2 separate regions of the Triticum aestivum genome follow, and region 2 is linked to region 1. Evidence: chromatin contacts called from public Hi-C data. All regions are on one chromosome and are shown on one strand. Each heading gives the region's core, a stretch centred on a gene start, on an enhancer-like site or on the middle of the called end of the contact. The rest is flanking DNA. Distances are from core to core; before and after follow the strand shown. Region 1 holds the start of LOC123113983 (actin-depolymerizing factor 3). Region 2 holds the start of LOC123113985 (actin-depolymerizing factor 4).

What was found. Hi-C and Micro-C count contacts between places; a contact is called where the count stands out from the background.
Region 2: a contact with region 1 is called in a Hi-C map of leaf, with 4 times the contacts expected there. The contact joins the promoter of LOC123113985 here to the promoter of LOC123113983 in region 1. A contact is called at or near these places in 5 of 5 Hi-C or Micro-C datasets (leaf, root and an unstated tissue) and 1 of 1 datasets of contacts at active chromatin or transcription factors (leaf).

The regions. Positions count from the first base shown.
Region 1 is chr5B:660,719,814-660,727,198 of IWGSC CS RefSeq v2.1, reverse strand. LOC123113983 (actin-depolymerizing factor 3) reads right to left here and starts at 3,074. Exons shown (of 3, transcript XM_044535330.1): 1 at 2,840-3,074; 2 at 2,433-2,722; 3 at 1,962-2,329. The coding sequence starts at 2,842. The coding sequence ends at 2,179.
Region 2 is chr5B:660,869,462-660,876,846 of IWGSC CS RefSeq v2.1, reverse strand. It overlaps LOC123113985 (actin-depolymerizing factor 4), which reads right to left and starts at 4,518. Exons shown (of 3, transcript XM_044535332.1): 1 at 4,332-4,518; 2 at 3,097-3,359; 3 at 2,586-3,005. The coding sequence starts at 4,334. The coding sequence ends at 2,855. It overlaps LOC123113984 (cellular nucleic acid-binding protein homolog), which reads left to right. Exons shown (of 4, transcript XM_044535331.1): 3 at 736-825; 4 at 986-1,777. The coding sequence ends at 1,499.

The DNA.
Region 1 (7,385 bases), core at 1,825-4,324:
TAGCCCCGTACACACCGCCTTGAAGAACAGTAGGTACTCCGCTCAGTGCAGCGTAGACCACGTATGAAACAAACTTGTACAACGGAAAATAACCTGTAAAGAAGAAGAGTTTTTCTCCTAAAAACTAAATCAATTGAGTCAAACCGACCATAATAAAACATACGCTCCCACCTTATTAACATTTATGGGCGGATACACATTGGACGCTGTTTCGATGAATGACCACTCAGCACGTGCAAACTTGCATGAAAAAGGAGGTGCTTGATTGTCTCGTTGTGTGTACAAAAACTACACTTCGGACAAGATTATCTTTGGTTAGCACAAGTTTCAATTGCGATGGACAAGATTATCTCTGGTTAGCACAATATTCAAGGTGCTTGTTGAAATGTGAAACAGAGAAAGGAGGAAGGAGGTTGATGCTGATGTGTAGACCCCACCTATCATAACGCTAAACTTAACAGTCAAAATAAATGGAGTTGTCTTTCCTGCCATGCCAGCCCAACGGGTGGGGCCCGCCTGCCATAAATGTGTTTAAATCGTCTAAACCAATCACTATCCAAAAGTGGTAGTTTTTAGGAACAAAATTAGTTTAAAGTGGTAGTTTTTTATTAATGTTTTGGAAATGGTAGTTCAGTGGGACACAAACCTCCTAAAGTGGTACTCCCTCCAATCCACTTTACTACATCCATTTGAGCGACAAGTAATATGGATTGGAGGCAGTAGGTTTTTTGTTAAGTACTCTTAGTTAGCACAACTTCCCTCTAAACAAAGAGACATATGAATGCGTGAGCGCAAGGTACATAAAGTTGATTGTGCTGAACCCAGATGTTTTATGTCAAGATACCACACGAAGATTTTAACTTTTCATGTTATTATTCCCTGTTCAAGAATTCATCCGATTAACCAGTTAACTTGCCGATTAATCCCTACTCGTACGGTCACCGAGTAGTCTATAAACCGATAAATCATCCGGTTAATTGATTAAATGGCCGATTAACTTGCCGATTAGCCGATTAATTCCCTACTCACCAGCCAACCGAGCAGCTACCAGTTAACGATTTCCTCAACAATGTTATTATTCACTGACATCTCAATGCATGAACTCAGATATTTTAGGTCAAGATACCACACAAAGATTTTAACTTTTCATTTTACTATTCACAGACATCTCAATGCATGAACCCAGATGTTTTATGTCAAGATGCCACACAAAGATTTTAACTTTTCATGTTACTATTCACTGACATTTCAATGTGTGAACGCAAGCGCAAAGTACATGAAGTTTGACTATGCTGAGCCGTTTCATGTTACTGTTCACTAACATCTCAATGCGTGAACGCAAGCGCAAGGTATATAAAGCTGACTATGCTGAACCCAGATGTTTCGGCATGCAAAGGTTCGAACCGATCTGTGTGAACGCAAGCACAGGGTATATAAAGTTGACTATGCTGAACCCTAATGTTTTACATCAACATACCACAGGAAGATTTTAACTTTTCATGTTACTATTTACTGACATCTCAATGCATAAATGGATGAAGATTTTAACTTTTCATGTTACTATTCATTAACATCTCAATGTGTGAACGCAAGCGCAAGGTATATAGAGTTGACTATAGTGAACCCAGATGTTTTATGTCAGATTTTTACTTTTCATGTCACTATTCCCTGACATAAGGTACATAAAGTTGACTATACTAAACTCGGATGTTTTATCTCAAGATTTTTTTTCCAGAAGATTTTAACTTTTCGTGTTACTATTCATTGACATGTGAATGTATGAGCCCAAGGTACACAAAATTGACTATGCTAAATCCAAATGTTTTATGTCAGAAGATTAATCGAATTCAATCGTTTCTTTTTTGCCATGACATAAAACCAGGGCAATCCCATTTGTCCTTTTCGAGGAGAAGCAAAGATCCCCATTGTAACATGAACATGTCCTCAACTAATCGTTGCCATTACGTGTTACACTTGAGGAAAGAGTCAATTATTCGCACACCACGTAGTGGTACAATGGAAAATCATCATCATTCTCTTGGGGTCGACGACACGATCCAATTGGAAGCACACAACACAATCGAAGAGGGCAAAGATACATGCACAGCACAAAGCTAGCACACGCACGTAACGTGCACGCGTGAACCGTCAATCATACATAGGGGCTTGATTGATTGGTTAGGTGGCGTGGTCCTTGAGGATGTCGAGCGTGAGCTCGCTGGGGTCGGTGGCCTGCACGTCGATCTGCGTGCCGTCCAGCTCCTTCTTGAACCCCTCGTTGGAGCTGGCGTAGATCATCTTGCTCTTCACCTCCGCACTCGCCGGCGACCTTTTACATAACCAACCAACACCAACATGTCATCGTGCAGCCCACACATTTGGTCACATATGCTGATACACAGGACCACGAGTGTTATTTAAGAGAAACGTACCAGGAGATGAAGAAGATCTTGCTGCGCGGCGCCTCCCCGTCCGCGCCTTTGGCGGTGGCGTCGCCGACGGTGAAGTCGAGGTCGTAGACGGCGTAGCGGCAGTCGTCGGCGGGGAGTGCCGCGGCCAGGTCGTCGAAGCCGGCGTCGCGGCCGCCCACCTTGTCCACCACCACCTGCTGCACGGCGTCGTCCATCTTGTACACCACGAACCGGTGCGCGCGCCCCGCGCGCAGCTCCTGGAACGCCCTCACGCACTCCTCGCTCACCGCCACGCCCGACACCGCGTTCGCCTGCATGAAAAATACACCCAAGTTATTCACAAATCCACAACGAATTAGCTAGCGTGAACTGATTAAGAAGAAGAGGACCAGGAGAGGCAGGTCATAAGTAAATGTAACATTGCGTACCATTTTCTGTCTGGAGATTGAACCTTAAATCTGTGTGATGATGCTGCAACGAAGAACTGCTGGTAGTATTCTGTAGTGGGTTTTTGTATTATTTCAGCGTGGCCTCGCCTGGCGCTTAAATAGGATGGTTGTGCGTCGTGTCCAGTGTCAGCGAGGTGAACACGTGTGGGCGCTGGGGTGTCCCTGTCCGTCGGGAAGACTGTTCTGGACGTGGCGATGTGGCAGCGGGAAGAAGAAGAATTGGAGTGACTCACGCCGAAGAATCGAAGCTTGAAAAGCCATCTATCTGGAGTGGGGATGGTGGCCAGTTCCGGTTGCGTGGTCGGTCGGCAGACTGAGGGTCAGGGCGTGCCTTGTCCATTCGAAATCATCTACGTACCTCGATTCGCGAAGATCAGCTCAGCAGTTGGTTTGTGCTTCCGCAGTGACGTGCACATTTCGGTTGGTACGCCTGTCAATCACGGTGGAAGGTTCCTTTGCGTATCCAGGTGAGTGAAATAGGAAATTGACTGTTCCAACGATTTCCGGCCGTGCCATTCAAGTTTGACCATTGCACGTAACTCTCATGCTTTTTATTTTCTCCATTCATGCAAAGCCCACGGCCACGGCCAAGGGATGAATGGAGAAAACAAAAGGCTTAAGAGCGTGTTTGGTTCCTTGCATCGATTTATCTGCGTTGCATATTGCATGTACTTCTTTGATGGTCATGGCTGAGGAGAAACAAATCAAAAATCACGATCTGTACATAGTTTGGTGGACGAAATCACTATTCTGACCTTTTCAACAATCTTTGTCACAAAATGAACTTGACATGAAAGTATTTCACAATCTGACCCTTTTAATAACGCCACAGCCCGTGGCGTTTCTTCTCGATATAAAAACGCCGAAGTAGCTCGCGTTTCAGACCCACATACAAACGCCAAGCTAGCTAGCGCTTCCGATCCACATTGAAACGCCAAGCGCATTGGCGTTGCCGCCCAGGCCGAAACGCCACGATCATTGGCGTTTGTAGCATAAACTCCCGCCGGCTCCAGGTGAAGTAATCTTACTGCTCACTCTGTAGCACCTACCACGGTAAACACTGGGGTAATCAGAGTACCTGCATCCTGACAACACTGCAGTAATAATGCTGATCCTGACAACACCTACCACGGTGTTTGCATCTTTTCGTGTGAACAGTGTGAACCGCCTTGGGCCAGAATCAGAGTACCTGCATCATCATTGATGACTCGTCATCTCTCCAGCAGCACTCTCCCTGTGCTGTGCTTGTCCTCATGGCTGGTATAAATGAGAACTGACTTGGCGTTCGTCTGTGGGTCTAAAACGCGAGCTACCTCGGCGTTTTTATATGGAGAAGAAACGCTACGGGCTGTGGCGTTGCTAAAAAGGTCAGATCATGAAATACTTTCATGTCGAGTTCACTTTGTGACAAAGATTGCTGAAAAGGTCAGAATAGTGATTTCGGCCTAGTTTGGTTGCCCGCATTTAAGCTGGCTGGATGGCGGAACTAATTTTAACCCGTCTTTTGGTTGGCCGCGTGGCATTGGATGCACATATGACAAGCTATTTGGTTGCAATCTGTATAAGGTGCTCTCATCACTTCTCACCAGTGGGGACCTTAACACACATGATCTGAACATAGTTTTTCACTCCTAGGTACGAAACAAATTACGGTACATCCTAACTACTATCAAATGGCAGTACACATTATTAAGAGTCATGGCTGAATAGGAGAAAGTTCATCATCGATGCTAACTAGATGGAAGTCCATCCTCTTCCTCTTCTTCTGATGCTCTGTTTCTTCCTCTTCTGTTGCTCTGTTTCTTCCTTTTCTTCTGCTGCTGCTCTTGCTCTTCTTCTTCTACAGATCCTTATCTGGCCTCTGTTATCCCACATTGCCTGTCCCGGCTTCGTCCTTTTGTTTTTCTAGGCTTCGTTGTCAAATGCCTCCACACCATGGCCGGAGCTCACAATATCGTCAGGCGTCACATCTTCCTCCTCAGGCACCAGTTCATCACAACCCCATTGCATGATCCAGTTATGCAGAATGCAACAAGTAAGAATAAGCTTAACCTAAGTGGGGAAAGTGTTGAATGGCTTGTGATCTAGGATCTTAAACATGTTCTTCAGAGCTCCAAAGGCCCTCTCAACAGTAACTCTAAGGATGGAGTGTGTGAGAAACTCCTGTGGAGTCCTAGGATAGTTACTACCAACGAACTCGTTCAGATGGTACTTGGTTTTCCTGAAGGGTGGAAGAACACCTGGCCGACATGCATAGCCACCATCTCCTAGGTAGAACTTGCCACTGGGGATGTTGATGCCCTCAAAATGACTCATGTTGTCACTGAGAATGTTAGCATCATGTGCTGACCCTTCCCAGCCAGCCATCACAATCAGCAAGGATATTCTAGCTTGTGTAGTGCTTCCTCCCCTTGTATACTGCAGATTGTGACCTCGACACTCTGGCAGTGACGTGAGTACCATCTATTGCCCCAATGCAATCCTAAAATGGCAATGTAATCCTAAAATGGCAATACAAGATTGTGTTATGGCTATAGCTGAACAATACAAGCATATCAAGCCATGGACAAAATACTGTTAGTGCTCACTTTGAAGTATGGGTTCATCTTGGGCTAGTGCGAATTTTGGTAGGAGTCCGGTCGGTTGGTGACCTGATCATCTCTGCTTTGAGCTCCCCAACAGCATAGAGCACTTGCCTGAAGTGCTTGGAGATTGTCTCCATTGATCTCCTGAAGGTATTGTGCATAACCCTAAACCTTTGGTTATGGCCAACAACATGGAGGACATGGCCACTTGCTTTCCCACACTGGTGTGGATGCTATCCTGTAGCAGCCCCCTACTCCCGAAGGTTTGGACAAGCCTGGAAAATGGCGCTCTTTCCATTCGAAGCATCCACAGAGCCTCTGTGTTGTCGCAGTTGTAAATGTAGTTCAGATTCGCTATCCTTGCTTGATCCCTTATAAGCATTGGATCATAAGTGATGACAGGCCTCTCACCATGAGGAACAACTCTCTAATGCATGAACATGAGCCATGCCCGAATCACAACTATGAGTGTTGCTGCCTGAACTACCAGCTTCGCCCATCGTCCATAACCTAGTCGACAATAAGGGTGCGTTGAGAAATGGGGAAACCGATCGTACACCTTGCCTACCGGCCTAAAAGCTGACCTAACACAGGGGGGCGGGTGTTGCTTACTGGCATCGGAGACGAGGATGACGAAGGGGTAGCCATGGCTGAGTCAAGGATGACCGACCAAAAGTAAGGGGAGCGGCAACTCCTGCCGTCAGAGATTGCTGTTGTCACATTCGCCGCCTCTATCGCCACCGGTGCTAAGAATAGAGAGAGTGCTTGTCCTAGAACTAGTGGTGACCGAATAAATAGAGGGGGGGTTGAGGCTAGAATTGGCACCATCCCGTCATGCCCAATTTCCATCTCTCGCCATCTCCACTCAATTTCCCCTTGCACCGGCGCCATAGCGCCGTCTCTACTTTACGCGGCGCTCAGCCTGGCTAGCTGGAAACTGCTGATTCAAGGGTTTTCAATGAGCCAGGCTCTGGGCACCTTTAATTTTCTTGCACATGCGAGCCAGCCCACCCCGTATGCAACCAAACACATTTTTCTTGGCCCAACTCAGCCTGGTTGAGGTGTATGCGGGCTACCAAATAGGGCTGCAAACGAGTCGAGTTCAAGTGAGTTGGAGTTGGCTCAGCTCAACTCATATGAAAATTCGAGCGAGCTTAAACTGAGTGAAGCTCAAAGCCGAGCTGTAGAACATGACTCATGCTCAGCTTGTAACGATCTCGAGTCGATCTCGACCTATTTTTGAGCTAAATGAGATGGTAAAAATCATAAATCTATGGTGAATATCCCAACTAGATAAGGCTCAACACGACATGAGAAAGCACTAAAAAAATATTGCACCAATCAAGATGATGATAATATAAATTTCTTCAAAGTATTTTGACGTATTCTTTCAGACCCAAAAGTTTAGTACCAAATAAGATAATGATTCGCGATAGACATATAATTGGGAAAACAAATTATTGGCCAAAGACCATAATATAAGACCTAAAACTATTTTGAAATAAATAAGGCCTAAATCTTCTTTGCACTTAATTAAACTTTCATATTTGCTCATAAATAAACTGGAGAAAATTATGGACAACATATCTGGTAATAAATTATCTTATTTCCATTTAATATATGGTATGATCATTTAATATAATGATATCATGTCGAATTATCGAGCTAAAATCGAGCGAGCTAGTATTGGCTCGGGATCGGCTCGTTTCTCAGTCGAGTTACATAAAATGCTCAAACTCTGCTTGTTTATATTTTAGTCAATCTCGAGTCGAGCTAAAATTTGAGTCAATTTCGAGTGGCTCACGAGCATCAAGATTTTCTTGCGGCCCTACTACCAAACACGTCATAAGAGTCTTCCTCCACACGCTGAAGCAACGCGCCAACGGCAAGAGCCGTTGCATAGCCGAGCTCACTACGGGCGAAGTAAGCTCTGACCGACG
Region 2 (7,385 bases), core at 3,269-5,768, 150 kb before region 1:
TCGGGTGACGAAGCTGGCGGCTCACCTGGTGTGCGTCCTCGGGGTCGGCGTGTGTGATTTTCATCTGTACGCAGGAGCGGCGGCTCCGAAGATGGTTGTATAGTGTCGGCTTTGGTTGCTCGGGTGGCAGAGCAGTCGGCACGCCTGGTGTGCGGCCTCGGGATCGGTGTGGATGCTAGAGCGGCGGCTTCGGTTTTGGTTGTAGGGAGTTACTCGGGTGACGTAGCGGGCGGCTCATCTGGTGTGCGGCCCCAGGGTCGGTGTGTGTGTTGATGGTGCCCTATTGGGGACGTGTCGTAACGGTTTTTGCCCGGGTTTCTATTAATTAACTAGGCAACTCTCTTCTACTACCTTTTTTAATGAATCGGGCCCTAAAAGACCGCGTTTCAAAAAAAAAGGCTTACGGTCTCTTAATTAAGAGATGATCTCTTAGCAACGATATCTCTCCGCACATATTTAGGTATATCTAGTTATTAGAGATAAGACTAAGAAATCACCCATTGTCCATATTTTATTTGCCATCTCTAGCTTACGTGGCGCGCTTAAGATAAGACTGCCTTATCAACCACTGTACATGCACGCAAATCACTGGGTTCCAGTGGAATAGGGAAAATATTTATCTTGATATGCTCTTTGTTAGTGAGTTATGGAAATATTATACTTTTGTCATCATCATAATATATCTGTCATCCTTTGATGGAAAAATGGCCATGTTTAACTTGAATGATTTTCCAGGGATATTATTTGCAAGAACTGCAGGAGACCTGGCCACATTGCTAGGGATTGCCCATCTGCTTCTACCTGCAATAATTGTAATCTTCCAGGGTAAAGTGAACTTTCAGCGCACTCTTACTGTACTTGTACACCTGTACTTATTTCAACTTTGCGGGGATCAGTATGCAGTTCTCTCGATTATTGCTTGTCCCTTTTGGCTAATTTCTAGAAAGTTGGGCCATAGCTCTTGTTTAAATATATCTTTTGTCAGGCACTTTGCAGCAGAATGCACTTCCAAAACAGTTTGCTGGAACTGCAAGAAGTCTGGGCACATTGCCACTGAATGCAAGAACGAGGCCTTGTGCCACACTTGCAGCAAGACGGGGCATATGGCGCGTGACTGTCCCGCCTCAGGGTCGAACGCCAAGCTATGCAACAACTGCTTTAAGCCGGGACACATCGCGGTCGACTGCACCAACGACCGCGCCTGCAACAACTGCCGCCAGCCAGGCCACATCGCCCGCGAGTGCAAGAATGACCCCGTCTGCAACCTCTGCAACGTGTCGGGCCACCTGGCCCGTGCCTGCCCGAAGACGACGACCCTGGCCTCGGAGATCCACGGGGGCCCCTTCCGCGACATCTCGTGCCGCATGTGCGGCCAGCCAGGCCACATCAGCCGCAACTGCATGGCGACTATCATCTGCGACACCTGCGGCGGCAGGGGCCACATGTCATACGAGTGCCCCTCGGCCAGGGTCTTCGACCGCGGCGTCCGCCGGTTCTGATGGATTCGGGGGTGGCCCTGGCGCCTGAAGCACCCCGCCCTCGTTCCGTTCGTTGGTTGGTTCCTGTTTTAGATAGCTTCGGCGGACGACGCCGAAACCGTTTTTTGCTTGGTCGGTGCATGCCCTTCTTGCTCGCTCCCTGGGTGTTGGTTGTTGTGGAATGAATGTTTATGGTGTAGCTTTGTAACTCTGCTGAACTGGGCCGAGAAAGAGTCGTTTATATGAACTGCCATGGTTAGACCAGATTATTATATCAATGTGACACGCTTTCGAGTTTACCTGAGGAGCTCGTTTCGTTGCCGCGGTCTGCCTGCCTCGTGCTCTGCTCTGCTGAGTTGAAAGTTTCCGAGGGTTGTTGGATGCATATCGTGTTCTGGGGTTGCAGATGTTGACTGTCCTTTGCGGTGATGGCCTTCCTTGCTGTTTCTTCATACGTATTTTACATCAGGAACAAGAAAAGTTGGCTGCCTTTGAGATGACATCCGAGCACATGGGGCTCATTTGGTTTCTGCAGTTGGAATGAGGGATTCCAGAGGAAAGTTCCCTGCAGATGTATTCGGTTTGTAGGAAACGAGCACAGCAATTTTTCGTCGAAATACTGTTAATTTCCTTGGGCTGTTGGCAACTGCCATATTAAAAATCTTATATTATTCCCTTTTGGTGTGAAAATTGATTTCCGCAGCTTCATGATTTCAAGTGCGATTTTTTGGAACATGGGGAAAGAAATCCTCTCGTTTCTCACCAAATTCTTGTTGTCTGGTTATCTGATAAATGATTGGACCTGAAGAAGGGTTGCATTCACAGGCCCCAAGCAAAGCACTAAATTAATCTAGCGTACAAATGCTGAATGCTTTGCCTCATGCCCATTGCTTTCTCTCGGCATCATGGTCGCCATCAGCATCATATCCTATTTATATAGCACACACTTCAACTGTTTAACACAGTCAAAAGATGTTGGTGCGGTGGGTAGAGCACAGCAACAGAGCTAACACACAACAGAAATTTCATCCGACAAAAAGACACGCTCGAGATCATATCCAACAGATATGCAGATAGACTGCCATGCCGAATTACACACGAGCCTTCTGACGAATCCAAACAGAACATTTAATTATTTATAACCGTAACTTGGAAGAACAGTGCAGTGCAGCAGCATAAGGCCCGGCATATCAATGGGCACAAGAAAAAGAACAGATTACATGATAGAGCAAGCCCTCCGTGGTCACACGGGCCACGGGAGGAGGGCCTTTCGACACGGTAACAAAGCCACAAATCATCAAGAAAGTTTCAAGAGTCACACCGCCAAATCTATATTTGACATAAATCCATATTGCGAGGGCATTGGATGATCTGCCTTAGTGCGCGCGCTCCTTGATCACGTCGAGGCTCATTTCGCTGGGGTCGGTGGCCTGCATCTCGATCTGGATGCCGTCCAGGGTCCTCTTGAACTTCTCGTTGGTGCTCGCGTACGTCATCTTGCTCCTCACCTTTGCCGTGTCGGGGGACCTTTCGAATTCAGGCACAACGTACCCCGTAAGCACTTTGGATGATGTGAACTAACCATGCATGGAAATGCAAGGAATGGAGAAGAACATACCAGAAGATATAGAAGATCCTGCTCTTTGGCACATCCTCCGGGGTGGTGAAGTCGAAGTCAAACACTGCGAATCGGCAGTCGTTCTCAGGGAGGGTCTTGGTGAAGTCCTCATAGGTTGCCTCACGCTCCCCAGTTTGGTCCACAATGACCTCCTTCTGGTTCTCCAGCCTGTAGGTTATGAAGCGGTGCATCCTCTTGGACTTGAGCTCCACGAACCTCAGCTTGCAGTCATCATGGATCCCAGCTCCTGATGAAGCGTTTGCCTGGGCGCATAAACAAAGTCACGATAGATATCATAGCTACACAGACAATGCAACCTCAATTCCACTTGAACAACATCAGACTCTAAGTAAGCATACAACTCAAGGAACCCCTTTGCGCTTAGTCTTCTATTACTAGATAATGGAAGAGAGCACTACCCCATAGGTGCTTGAAGCCAAAATTCATTACAATGTCATGAACTAGGAAAGGAAATGCCAAAGGGCTCAACATGTCACAGTCCAACAAAAGTTGAAATCAGGAGCTACATGTACTAATTTTTGTTAATCTTGTGCACGGCAGACAGTTTTCACTTGCAACCACCTGAATCAGACTTATCCATCAACTTAACACACACTACCAGATCTCTCTCTACCCTTGTCCACCATAGTCTGGAACATGGATTAGTGATCTCTTGGAGACAAAACTGGCGCTCAATAGGTTGTAAATCATGCTTTGGTGGCCCGGCGCTAGTGCTACCCACAGATGCACGGCATCGTCAACATGTGCTGCTAGATAACAGGCAGCAGATGCATGGTGGCGGCACAGATCAGCTGAGATTCCATGGACGATACATCATGTGGAGCCTGGATCTACCGATTACAAGTTGCTAAAACCAAGGATCCGAGGGGCCAGCCATCCCCGCCTAGCGAAATCTCGTGGTACCGACCAAGACGCGCGTTTCGCCCAAGAGATTCGCGAGGAGAGCAGGACGGGTCTCCCACGATCCGACCGCTGGCGACGCAAAAAAACAGAAAAAAAAGGAGGTAAAGCAAGGGACGACCCCGGTTTCCTCCGATCCAGGCGTCCGGGCCAGTACTCCTCTACCGGCGGCCAGATCGACCGACGAGCGGAGGAAAATTGAACTACGGGGAGGGAGAGCACGCGCCGATCTGCGGGGCAGGCGGCGAGATCGGCGCGCGGAGACCGCAGACCCGGCGCGGGGGAGGGGGGTCGGGGGAAGGACGAAGACGTACCATTGCCGAGCTCGGGGAGGGAATCCGCCGGGGAGGGGAGGGGAAAGGGGGGTGGGGGTGGGGTGGATGGATGGATTGCTGGGGGTGGAGAGGGTTGTGTGCTGCGTAGCTTGTTGGAGTTGCTGCTCGCTCGCCTCGCCCGGCCCCCCTTTTGATGGGGGGAGTCGTCGGGGCGTCGCCTCGGGCTCCGCTCGTGGTCGGCTAGCGACGGGATCGGCCTTTTTTGCGGCCGCCTGCCCTGCGCGCATCCGTGGCCGTCGGATGGCGAGATGGAGGGGCGGGATTGCTCCTTGTGGCCCGCGGCGTGGCAAATCACCGCTTCTTGCGTGCTACGACTGACTGTCGTCTGGCCTGGCCGCGTGGGTAAAAACGTACGGCTGCCCAACAAAGAAAACGGTAATCGTAGTACTCAAAACAGGAAACATTCGCTACTAACTACTCGGTCCGATGCTCCCGCACAAAGAAAACTTCGTGCGTAAGAGACTGCGAGTTTTTTTCCCCTGGCTCCCGCTAGGGTTCCCCTGCTTCCTCTGGCGGCGCGCCCGACAGAGTCCATCTTCCCATCGATCCAGGTCGCCCCTTGCGTGGAGATTGTAGATCGAAGGTGCTAGCGTGTACCGGCGATTCAATGGCGACAGAGAACCCAGCAGGAGGGGTTCCAGGTAGCAGCGGGGAGGGCCACAGCAGTGGATCCGCCCCAAATCTTGAGGACAGGTTTAGCGGGTTGAATCTCCATGGTGAAGAAGAAGAGGAACTAGACCTATCAGGTGAAGTGGAAGGGCTGATTCAGGAGACTCGCTGGATAGGGATCTTTAGGGTTCATACACAGAAGCCCTTCATTCATGTTGCCTTGTTTAAGGCGATGCGCAATGCGTGGGCTTCTGCCCAAGGAGTGACGTTTAAGCCAGTGGAAACCAACCTGTTTCTTGCCCAATTCATGTGCCTAGGCGACTGGAACCGAGTGATGGGAGGCGGTCCCTGGGTTTTCCGCAACGCGGCTGTTGTGATTGAAGAGTATGATGGTATATTTGATGTCAGAGATTACAAGCTGGATAGGATCCCAGTCTGGGCCAGAATTATGGGGATTCCTGAAGGTCTGATGTAGAACACGGCTTTGGCAGAAAAGATTGCTCGAAAAGTTGGGATTCCACCCATAAAAGTTGTAGTGAATGAGGGGCGTCTGAATCCTGCGAGATACTTGTGTGCTCGTGTCTTTCTAATGCTGAATACTCCGCTGGTTCGGTTCGTCCCCTTGACTCTCAAAGAGAAGAAGAAGTATGCTGTTGAGTATGAGAAGCTCCTTGATTTTTGTGACTTTTGTGGTTTGATTGGGCACATCGTGACTGAATGTGGTGATGGGATCCACAGGCCCGAAGAGTGTGAGTGGGGTGAATGGCTCCTAGTAAACTTTGATAACTCAGGCGACCGTGGAGGAACTGGTAGTGGTTTTGTCCGGGGTGGAGCTGCTGCAGGAAGGGGAGGAGGCTTTGGAAGAGGTAGAGGTGCAGCAGGTGATCCGCGCCTGCAGGAAAACATGGACTTGGATTTAGGGGAGATCCCTGAACGCCCTGCTCGTGCAATTGTTCCTATTGCTAGGAAACGACTTATTGGACAAGACGGTACATTCAATGATGGGAGGGTGCTGGCCTCGGCGCCCCCTCCAGGTTTTGTATCTGATAAAGTGAGCTTATTAGAGAATATAGCCATGGAACCTATTGACAAGAATCTGATGAGCACCCCGCAGAAGATACATGATCAGAAAAGGCATAGATCAGAGCTTAGTGAAACAAACAATGAGCCATCGGCGACCTCCCGTGAGGAGGATCGCCGGACGCAATGAAAATCATATGCTGGAACTGCCGCGGTTTGGCCAGCACCGCGGCGGAGAGGGCGCTTCTGGACATCCAGAAGCAATGGGGGCCGGATGTGTTTTTCTTGTCCGAAACACATTTGAACACAGCAAGGGCAAAGAAACTGTTGAAGAAACTGAGGATGGACCATCTTGAGGTGGTTGAAAGTGTTGGCGCTAGTGGCGGCCTAATCTTGTTTTGGCGGAACCCAAATGCGATTGAAGTGGTGGCAAAAACCAAGAACTTTATTGATGTAATGGTGGGCTCGCTGCCAGAAGAGCTATGGCGTTTTACCGGGTTCTACGGAGAACCTAGATGGGAGGACAAGCATCTGTCGTGGACGTACCTGCGCGGCCTGCATACTCACTATAATGCACCTTGGGTTGTCGCGGGAGACTTCAACGAAATTCTTTATTCGCATGAGAAGGAAGGAGGAGCCCCGCGGCCGACACGCATGATGTAGGACTTCCGTGATGCATTGGTTGACTGCGAGTTGGAGGATATGGGAGCGGTGGGTGATCAGTTTACATGGCGCCGGAGACGGCTGCGTCAACGACTTGACAGAGTGGTCTGCAATGGGAGCTTGCATGGTCTGTTCCCGAATGCATTTGTGACCAACACACCACATATTAAGTCTGACCATAGGCCTCTTGTGTTGAACCTAGAAGGAGAGGTGGATGTGGATAGTCAACAGCGTAATACTCAAAGCAGTTTGAGGCAAGCTGGCTCAAAGAAGATGATGTCACGAATAAGGTAACTAAGGCGTGGGAAAATTCTGCAGGCCTGCGATCATTAGCAGACCGTACCGCATCAGTGCATGCAGACTTACACATTTGGGATAGGGAGGTTCTTAAATCCCCCCAGCGTCGGCTTAAGAAGCTAAAGGAGGAGCTGTATTCTTTGCGGTTAGGGCCACTCACTGATGAGTCGGCAGATCGGCAAAGGGAGTTGCTTATTGAAATTGAAGAAACAATGGAGAAGGAGGAAATATATTGGATACAACGCAGTAGGGAGAACTGGTTGAAAAATGGTGACCGTAACACCAACTTCTTCAATAACTTTGCGACGGCGAGAAAGAAAAGAAACTTTATTCGTCGATTGATGGATGTAAATGGTGCATGGAGAGAAGATAACGAAGCAATGAGAGGTTTAATTGATGCATATTTTCGGAGCTTGTTCACATCTGAAGTGATAGAACCGAAAG